Regions from separate parts of the Bombyx mori genome. Here region 1 is linked to region 2. The links are chromatin contacts, called in public Hi-C maps. All regions are on one chromosome and are shown on one strand. Each heading gives the region's core, a stretch centred on a gene start, on an enhancer-like site or on the middle of the called end of the contact. The rest is flanking DNA. Distances are from core to core; before and after follow the strand shown.

Region 1 (5,531 bases), core at 2,165-4,664, 140 kb after region 2:
TTAACACCAGATGGGCTGTGAGCTCGTTCACCCATCTAAGCAATAAAAAAAAAGGCACGCGAGTGACTTGCGTTATACAATAAGCAATAGTTATAGTCACAGAGAAGCATCATCATCATAATTTCAGAATTAAATCATTTTTAATCAAACAAATATTTTGTTTAACATTTGCATTTTGTTTACTTCTTCTTTATCTACAAATGAGCTTACAGTCTCTGAATGAGAAGTCAAGATAGTCTCTGAGAGCTTCATGGCTGTAAAGCTCGAATTTGGAGACATAAAGACAGATGTATATGTAGATGAGCATTCCAAATATTTTTAATGCATTTTAGAAGTAGTAGCAATGTTATCAAATTAGAAATAAGATTTCTTTAAGCAATTGATCTGAAAATCTAGATATAGTGATGCCAAAAAAAAACATATAATAACAATTTTAGCATAAAGCAAGCTTGACTTTTTGCTTGTTAGTTTGCCTTGGTTTTGAAAGCAATGTTTAAAAATTTCCATGCTCTTAATTTATTTTAAATATCTCTACTGTGTTTCTAATTGAATACAGTCAAATCTGGATAAGCAAGAGTTCAAGGGAGCACAATCTCATTCTCGCTTATATAGGTTTCCCACTAACCAGAGTTCGTCGCTAATGCTCTCTCTGAACTTCATTTCGCGATTTTCCGGATTCAAACGCATTTACTATTCACTTAATGACAGTACTTTAATTTTCCGTTTGGACATGATGTAGAACAGAACTTTCCTTCGCAATTGATTAACGATAAACTGAGTAAGTCCGACAAACAGGACGGTGCAGAGGCATAGGTGTCCATTCGAAAAGAATGCGATAAAATAACAACGTTATTTAGTTCCACGAAATAGAATAGGTTCAATATTGACGAGAAAACAATTCAAAAACAATAGAAGGAAGTTCCACAAAAGTTAAGAATGAGTCATAAAATAGCAGATGTTAAATTCGTAATTTGTTTTTTCATTTGTTCCTCCTAAATAATATAAATAAATAAAGCTCAACTGTCGCTTATAGAGGTATAGGTAAGTAGCAGTCTCACTTACAGAGGTTTCTGTTTCTCTCTAATAGAGGTTTTGGGAGCTTAAAATGACGGGTCCTGGCTATTACTCTCCCTTATAGAGTTTTCTCACTTATCCAGTTCTCGCTTACCCAGGTTTGACTGTATATCATATATTTCTTACCTCAGCATTGTAAGGTGCCACTGCTAGTGCTCGCCGGAAACACTCTATCGATTGTCGAGTGTCTCCTTTGATTCTCCAAAAGTTGCCAATCTGATTGTATAACTGTACTGATTTGGGTTTTTCTCTTTTCGCCTTCTTTAGACGTTTCTCTAAAGAATTTATATCAAATTCCGTGACTCCATTTTTCTTTTTTGTGAATATCAATGCAACCTAAAAGAGATGGCACTTATGATATGTAAATATATTGAAAGAGCAGTATTCAGTGACGTGTTGGATATAAATAACAAGTTAATAAAGATTATGTGTTACATCTAATTAATTTTACACAATTCAACATAAATAATTATAATAATAACTGGCAAAAAATAACAGATGCTCTTCGGACCACAAATTATGTTTAATACATTATGTGTATTAAGATAATACACCCACAAAAGTGCAAACAAACCTGTTCATCATAATAATTGAATTATTGCCTGATTTGGGAATTGAACCCATGACCCTTGGTACCACAGTCAGGGGCTCTGAGTTACCACTGCATCACTGATTAAATATATACATATATATCTTTCCATTTTCCATAACTCACAAAAACTGAAGAAAATACTTCTGATCATGTTGTTTACCTGTGGTTCAGGTACATTAGGATGTCTGTGTCGTCTAGCAACTCCAACTAAGTTATCATAGTAAGTGAAGTTTACTGCTTTGCCACAATCTAAATATTCATCATCTGAGTGCCCATTTGTTTCTGATGGTGGTGTATCTTCATTAGTTTCACTGCCAGCTCTAGGTGTAAAAAGGTTTTACTGTATTATTATCGAAGCATGATGCTTTAAAGAAATTTTAAGAGTACAGCTTTTATTTTCACTAATTATTGTTATCAAGTATACTAGCATTTGATGTTTCAAGATGCAATTCATGTATAAAAAATGTACATTGTTTGCATTTTTATATATCCAATCTTATCCTTAATTCAAAGTGCTCAGATAGATTTGAAACACTTTTATGGACTCAAACTCAGCATTTAAGTTGTATTAAAAAAGAAAATGATTAAACTTCATACATTTCACTTTTGAAAACAATTTTTCTGTACTTAACTAATATAAATATTAATATAAATGGTCATAGTTTATGACAGTATAAGTGAGCTCAGGCTTATATATAGTTGAAAAATGCTTTAAAAATAGCTATTATATGTTTAATTACCCACTAATTTGAGTTTCACAACAAAGCTTACCTCTGTTGTTCATAAATCTGACAATCTGTGCAAAACATATCAAATCCATGTTTCGTCCATGTATTCCCGTAGTAAACTGTAGATGTTATTATATTGAATACGGTGTCTTCCTCACTTAATGGTTTTTCTGTGTCATCCTAGAATAAATTGACATTTTAAAAATAGACAATAACTAGTATTACAATATATGAATGAGTTTAATCAATTGTATATTGCTAAAAGAAATTATGTATTCAAGGCTAACAAGCTCAACAATAAATGGTTCAACTTAATGAAAGGCTAATATGTACGTATGTTAAGAATAATTTGGTGCAGCAGTTATATAAATGTTTAAAACTCAATAGACTTACTTGAGACAAAGTTTTGCCATCTACAATAAGGTCTTCTTCTAAATTCAATTTCCAAATATTAGAGGTGCGAGAATTTATAACAATAACTTGAAATGAAAATATATACAAAACTAAACAAGACAAGTATGGCAAGTCCCACATCTTGATCATTCAAACACAAACATACTATATGAAAGGTTTTATTGTATCACTTCACTCAATAGCTTTTTCAAGGATATCAAATTTTATGTTATTATTTCTGTTTAATGACTTTAACTCGGTCTTTTTATAAAAATACCATCGTCGATCGTGCTATCGCAATGGCTTAGTTTTTTTTCGATTTGACATTAATAGTGCTGCACTGTCACTGTTGTACATTGATTAGTCTATGACCTGTATCGAGTAACAAAGTTTTCACTTAAAGGTCTCGTTAATAGGTAATAAAATATAAAAAAAGAACCAAAGTTTAATTTCCGGCGTTGGTAATACACTTCGAGACTATCTGTAAAAAAGGATGTATAAATTGAGTTTTTAGGTAATTAATGTTTTAAATGAACAGGGCCTTTGCTATAAACAATATTTCTGTGGTATATATTCATTAGAATGTAGGCCAATGAGTAGTACAATAATAGGCCAATTATTTGCACAAAAAAGGACCATCTAGCACAGAGTACCTACCTACTTTTAAATCAAAGTGGCTATAGCAATGAAGTAGGAAACCTATGGAAATGAAACGTCAACCAAAATTTCGTGCCACTGTGACGTCATCTGGCCACAAAACATGGCGGCTTTAGTGCTGTACAAAAGATTTCAATGTTATCAGGTTTTATCGATAAACGTTCTTGGCTCATTTTATTTTAAATATTGTTGAGTATTATTTATTTGTAGAATTTATACTTTAATGGGAAGTAAGTAGGTATATTGTTATGTGCAAATATGATATGATTTAGATGGGTGAAATCTAAGACAAGTTCGTCCTTCGAATTTGCCAAGTAAACGATATGATGATTTTTAAAAGTTGCTACACTGATTTTATAAAGTTGTCGTTTGTCGCAAAACATAAAGATATGGCGTAGTTCAAAGCCATCAGCCCATTTCTAGCATGCTAAATGTTATCGTATTTTGAGTACGTGTTTTTCTTAGACTATTACAATCTATTTTAATTGTTTTCCTGACTCTAAAGTCCGTAACATACTACCGCAGCGCACCCCAAGGAAGGTGCGCCGCACCATTTGAATCACTTTCGCTTGAGAGTGATTAAAATTTTAAACTTATCAAGGGACCGCGTGAAAAAAAAAACACCTACAGAACATTTATTCATTAATTACAAACGTCATTCCTTGTGACTTCCTCTCTAAAATCACTTAATTATTAAATATTTAACAAATTTACAATAGTGTTTTACTCACTGCGGAATAAAACTATTTTATTTAAATAGTTCCGAAGAGATTTTGTCGGTAGCCTTTTTCCCGAAATATCTAAACAGAATGTCTAAATATGTTTTGATGACATATTTTAAAGTGGTATTTATGATTAGTGTCATGATCAATAGATTCCGACCGAAAAATGGATTTTTCGGATGAGGGCTCCATAATGAATTTAAATACATATAGATAATAGTTTTAGGACATTGACTTTCTTGAGATCCTATAAAATACGTTTTAATTATTATTTTTGTATGTTTTAAGCATGATAAATTATGAAATTTTATATAATCAATCATATTAAATCGATATCATAGTCAATAAATAATGTACAACCCAAAACAGACGGCCGAACTGACGTGACAATGACATTTGGCGCGCAAAACATGGCGGATTTTCGGCCTCATTAGACGGAGACGGAGATATTTACGTATATTCATGTTTCATTTTATGTACGCACTGAAATACTGTTATATTGTTTTCCTGCGAGTTAAAGTGCTGAGTAAGAAAGAGATAGATATATGTTTATGTATGTGCCTTCAAAATGGGTGCTATTTATATAAGCAATTGTACGTATAGAACAATATGTCGTGTCCCTACTATATAGGTCTATGGGCTATAGTTAGTTTGACAATAGTGTCTATCAATGACGTTCAGACTGTCAAATTTTGTTGCTTCTAAATTCTGAATAACCACCAACAATCTTGATAAACTGTTGTTTATATGGGATTATTTGTAGTCTTCATAAATTGGGAATTAAAATGTATAAATAATTTTAAGTCGTGAACATAATCGATATAAGAGGAAAACTGTTCACATGAAATCATGAAAAAAGAACGTACGGGCGACAATTGTCGCCCATTTAAATTATAAGTATCATGTCTTTTTTAATTCTATAAACAACATTTTATTCGGGTATTGCAATTATTATTTTACTTTACAGCTCATCAAATTTTGAGTTTAACGGGAATAAGCTTTGAAAGAAGAAGCGTTATTGTAAGTATAAAGCACCTATTTAAATTCAGATATTGATCAACATTTACATCAATATTTTTGTTTATCTACAGGGATTTGTGGAACTTACTGTCGTTCCCCTTAAGGATAACTTACGCTACATTCGTCTAAATGCGAAGCAATCTCGAATATATAGAGTGTGCTTAAATGATCAATATGAAGCAAATTTTCAGTACTTTGACCCATTTCTGGATATATGTCAAGCCGATCCAAATACGTAAGTTTTTCAGTTATTACTCTTTATAGTAAAGTAAAAAGAGACTAAAATGGAAAAAAAAATCAAGAATGATAAGGATAGTGAGCAAAAAACATAGATTGACTGTGGCA
Region 2 (5,382 bases), core at 2,683-5,182:
TATGTGATTCCTCGTATCTCAAGTCTTACTCTCATCTCGAAGCAAAATATTGCTCGCGCAGTGGCTTGTACCTCATAACACTCGTATATTAGGGCAATCGTATATTGATGTACCACTGTACATATTTTATGTTACTTAATTATAGATGGTTAACTTGTAACAACTGAGGGATTTAGTTACTATTTTATGCAAAAACTACAGATTTTAGGGAGCTTCATAATTTAATCGCAGTACAGTATGAGCAATGTACAACAGGTTGTGTGTAAGTAGTTTCAAGGAATTAGACATGGCCACAGTAAGCTATGACCGGGATCTACTATTTGTGTGATCCATAATTTTATCTTATTGAGCGATCATTTAAATAAATGTACTTTTTAACAATTAACAAATATTATAATTCTTGGTTATTAATAAAACACATTCGACTTGACCTGTCCTGATGAAACTGGAAGGCTCTTTAGGCCACCATTAATCCTGCTATTCTAGAAAAGGTTACACTTTGTTTCTGAAGGGACCCTTGACTTGAAATCAGATTATCAAGCCAGTAATTTCTTTTGTAGCATTTTTTTTCAATTAATTGTACTGCGTCCAATATTGTAGGGTTTAAAGCTAGGCGGTGACAGAGGTCCAACTGATCTTGTGTGAAACAATAAGCATCAGAGATGCCTTTACTTCAATTAGTAGATTCATGAAGTATGAATTTCTTAAAATGGCGTGTATAAATTGTATTAGATTAACAGCTTTGTTTTTTATAAAGATAGTTTGTTTTACTAATTTTGCTTCAAAAATGGATTTTTCTTGGCTTTTCCTAGTAATAGCCAATTTACCCAAGAACAACAAATTTACTGTCTCAAAATTTCATGTTCTGCCACTAGTTTCCTTAACAAAGCACATTTCTCTCGTTCTATTTTAAGAAGTTCTTCTTGTTTGTTTTCTCTTAGTTGTAACTTTCTTAAAGCTATGGATTGTTTCAGTTCTAATTCTTTTCTTCTCAATTGTAGTTCCTCTTCTTTTAATCTCAAACTCCTCTCATACCTTTCATCTCTTATTTGTTTTTGTTCCTCTTGTCTTTTAATGTATTCTATCCACTGTTTATCTAATTCTACTTTAGCTCTACGTTCTGCCCTTAATTTTCTAAAAGGAGTTGTTGTTTTCATTAAGTTCTTTCGGTCTTTACTTTTCTCTGCGTCTTCTTGTATAACACCAGAAGCCAATCTATAATTTCCACCATTATCGTTGTAGCGGCCTAATATTTGGTGCATCTCATTAAAATACTTAAAAGATACTGCTCCTTGTCCATTGTCAATGCAGTCTTTATATTTTTTTGTGAGTGCATTTATTTTCCATCTGACCTGATCTGCAGTTACCTGTAATTATTATCAGCTTCAGAAGTGTTTCTTGTTTTTAATTTTAATTTTCATGAATATATTATATCAATCAATATTTTACAGTATTTTAAAACCTTTGAATCATTTACTCAGCTCTTAAACAGTACATACTCAAACCAAGGTTCTATTACCTCTACGTTTAATGATTTTAATTCTTCTGCAATAGATATCCACATCTTTGATTTCTTCTTAGGATTATCCAACATATGTATTTTAGTTTCGTATAAATTTAGTAACATTATTGTAGAATTTTTTGTCCAAATGATATCTGTGGAATTTTTATATGATAACTACACTTAAATACTGATGTAACGAAAATTTCATAATTAGTATAAAATCTTACTTTGCTTATTCATTTCATTTACATCCGATTCTTCTTGTTGGCTAATGTTTTGATTGTGATTGTATGTTGGAACTGGCATATTTGGTTTGTACAAATTAGCTAAAATTTAATTGAATATAGTAGAATAGTTTAAAATATTTAAAACATTTTTTAGTATGATTGAAGAATAAAGTACCTATAAATTGTTTACATTACTTACGTTGACTATCGAGAATAGCTAAGACCGCTACATTGTTATGAATGTTTTCATCCATTTTGATTTAGATATAAATTTAATCAGACCTTTTAGTTAATTTATGCTTGTGGAATAAACTTCATATGTTAATTATTCGCCGTCCTTTTATACGGTATCTTATTTTGACCATTTTACCTTTTTGTAAAATACAAAATACAATTATCAAATTTGAAATTTTTTTAAAGATATTTTATATTTATTTATTATGACTTGGTAACTAAGACCTTTAGGTCAAGCCTTATTTTAATTTTAATGAAAACTTTTTTTATAAGAAAATTATATTATGAAATGAAATGAAGTTGATTAATATCAGATGAGATGATATGGGATGAAATTTAATCTCAGTAAAATTGTGGACATTTACTGAAACTTTTGCAGTTGACTTTTTGGAGGATCCTGAGAAGTTACGTTCAGTGGCTTTCTTTCATTTTCCCACATTTGTGCACTTTTACAGATACTAAATAGTTAATAAACCACCGTTATTACACATTTAAACCTAAAGAAAGTTTAATAAATCTATGTGAATAAGGGATGAGATCTGAAATCGTTTCATCGATCGTTATTTTTACCAATGAATCGATCTCAATAAAAAGCTGATAGAGTGAAACGAAGCATTGCACTCCTGAATAAGTATATATTATTTTATTTAAATAATCGTAAAACTGTTATTGGCCACATGATTTCGGTTATCTAAATCTTGCATCAACGCAATATGAAATAAACGAAAAAACAGGAATTCGAAGTTTATTATAAACAAGGTTTTCAAGACATAACTAAGATAAAATAATGATAGATGGTAAAATAACAATATGTTAGAACTATAATTTAAATAATAGATTATGGAAAAGAAGGTTATAACAAGTATTATCTAGTTAATTACATTTTTTTAATAAATCACCTCGGTTTTATTGTGCATGGATTTTCAGATTGATCTTTTTTGCGTGTCTAAGCTATGTTCGTTCTAAGTTTTGTTTCCTTTTTCCTCACTAGCTCTTCGCCTGCAGCATGGCCTAAGTGTAATATCGCGTGAGCACAATTGGAATGAATGATAGCCTATATTCTTGACAGGATTCAAACTATTTCCATATCAGATTACGTCTTATTTGGCGATTTGTACGTTAAGATGTAAAGTAAATTTCGTATATGACGATACTATTAGAGATATGCACCAAAGTAATGCACCAAATTAATGCACCAAAATTATGCACCAAATTAATCGCTGTCTATCACTACTTGAAAGTCCATTCCATAATTCTGCAGGTATATGTAAACAGACCAAACGACAGAAAAATATGTTAATATAAGTTCTATCACGTTAAAGTAACGAAGAAACTAACAAAGAAACTATTTGTTGACTATAAAATAGACAATATTGATATTAATAATAAATAAATACTCTTTGATTAAGTGATATTACTCCAGGCTAATACAGTGATGTCCAAAACACCATCAAGTGGGGCTCACGTCTTATGATGTGATAATGCATCTTAAAGTATTTAAAATCGCGTTGTGGTAACGAGAACATTACCTTCTTATAATGTATTTAGACTATTTGTGGTTTCTGTCTGGTCTGAATTGTTTAAAATCTAAGTTTAAGTCTATTTTATGGAAACTAATCTTTATTTTCAATATACAATTTAAATGTTTTTCAATCCATCCAATACTATTCACTTATCACTTCTGAGCTTAAGATCGTTATTAATGATGAACTTTAGTGCATTAACTTGACTGATAAGTTATGTGATGCTAATTACTCATAAAGTAACCAAAGGGTATTAGCCACCATCTGATATTTGAAAGTGCACAAATCTCGGGAGTACGCACGTAAACGCTGTGTTCTAAGTGTAATGAAAGGATTTAGGAAAAAAATATAAAAGTCCGTCTACTACGATTGAATATAGAGGTCATCAGAAATGATTGCAAAATTGGCTAAAAAATCGAGCTACCAAAGGACAAAAAACCATTTTGAAAAAAACAATTGACATTAGTAGTGACGTGACGTAGAGCAAACGAGTATTGGATGTGCTTCGAGTTTCACTGGATTTTGGGTGCTGTTTGCAATAAATTCACCACTATAGTAAAAAAATTAACATAGATGTTGTAAACTTAGATTAGGAAGTTTAAAATATTTTGTAATCAATATGGCTGGCTGTGGAGACTTCATCAAGAGTCAGTTTCCATTGATCGATGACGAATTAATGAAATATGTGGAAGGTATGTTTTTGTCCTATAGGTTATAAAATGAAATGAAATAATAAATAAATACATTTAATAAATTTGTAAAAATCATAATAATTTGTACTCATCATGAAACGAAGCCCGATAAAAATTTATATTTTAATAAAGAAACCCGAAATATATTTTTATCAACGAAACAGTATAAGTTTTTTTTATGTCCCAACCACGACGAAACTGCTGCCATCCTTGAGAAGACAGGTCGAAGTTTTATTTGTATATTTATTAAACTTGATACACAATCTTAATTCTGTTAGCAAATCATATTTGAAAGATTCCAGGTTCTATGTTTCAAGCAATTTGTGAATGTTTAATAGTAATATGATATCAAGTCATTTTAATAGTAATTGGATGCTATAGCAGTTATAATAACAATTAATTAAAATATAATACAAAAAGTTTAAAGCTTACACAGGAGTGACATTCTTCATTGACTCTAAATTCATCACAGTTAATCCTTATAGATATCTTGTGCAACAGCGCTGATGAGTTTGAAGACACAGAGGAAATTTTTGAGGCCGTTGGCGAAGTTTTACAAGGCATATCTGAGAAATCTGAGAAAGACATTAAGTAGGTAACAAATTAATGATCAAGTAAACTTATTGAGAATAAAAATAAAATAGTTCTTTGTAATTGTTCATTATTGGTCATCAAGTTAAACAGTACATTTTTTATCAAAATATATTTTTAATTGCTTTAAACCATGAATTATAAATTAACAAAATGCAACACAAATTTGAAATTTTAAACAGTACTTTGTATATTGATTATAATTATATAAGTATATGTAACTCAACAAATATTTTCAACACATATATTATTCAACACAGAAAGCTAAAGTGGAGCTTGTAATTTTAAAAATATTTATAGAGACATATGTGGAAAACTTCTACACATGTTACAACCTGACAAAGGATCGAAGAACAATGGGCCTACGAAAATTTTGGATGCACCAATACATTTAGCTTCAATGACCCAGACTAATTATAATGACACAGATGATCTCAAAAGTATATGGATGCAAACAAGGGATGATAGTTTGGTAAGTGGTACAACATTATTCATATTATATAGGTAAAATATGTGAGGAAGTAATAATAACATAACTTACACACAAATAACAGGAAAGTAGCATATCAGTAGGTTGTATTACGTGCTAGCTTAAGTAAGTTCTACCATTC

What was found. A called contact is a pair of places that touch in the nucleus more often than the background predicts.
Region 1: a contact with region 2 is called in a Hi-C map of middle silk gland, with 2.2 times the contacts expected there. The contact joins the promoter of LOC101745706 here to the promoter of LOC101737049 in region 2. A contact is called at or near these places in 2 of 7 Hi-C or Micro-C datasets (middle silk gland and whole pupa).

The regions. Positions count from the first base shown.
Region 1 is chr10:12,798,490-12,804,020 of ASM3026992v2, forward strand. It overlaps LOC101745706, which reads right to left and starts at 3,415. Exons shown (of 7, transcript XM_012697567.4): 1 at 2,788-3,415; 2 at 2,438-2,574; 3 at 1,827-1,986; 4 at 1,201-1,410. The coding sequence starts at 2,937. It overlaps LOC101745855 (transcription initiation factor TFIID subunit 2), which reads left to right and starts at 4,816. Exons shown (of 19, transcript XM_012697554.4): 1 at 4,816-5,059; 2 at 5,132-5,186; 3 at 5,258-5,421. The coding sequence starts at 5,016.
Region 2 is chr10:12,657,054-12,662,435 of ASM3026992v2, forward strand. It overlaps LOC101737049 (ATP-binding cassette sub-family F member 3), which reads left to right and starts at 3,933. Exons shown (of 12, transcript XM_038013166.2): 1 at 3,933-4,180; 2 at 4,666-4,771; 3 at 5,072-5,243. The coding sequence starts at 4,108. It overlaps LOC110386901 (reticulocyte-binding protein homolog 2a), which reads right to left and starts at 2,072. Exons shown (of 4, transcript XM_038013388.2): 1 at 1,931-2,072; 2 at 1,732-1,830; 3 at 1,520-1,656; 4 at 203-1,367. The coding sequence starts at 1,985. The coding sequence ends at 843.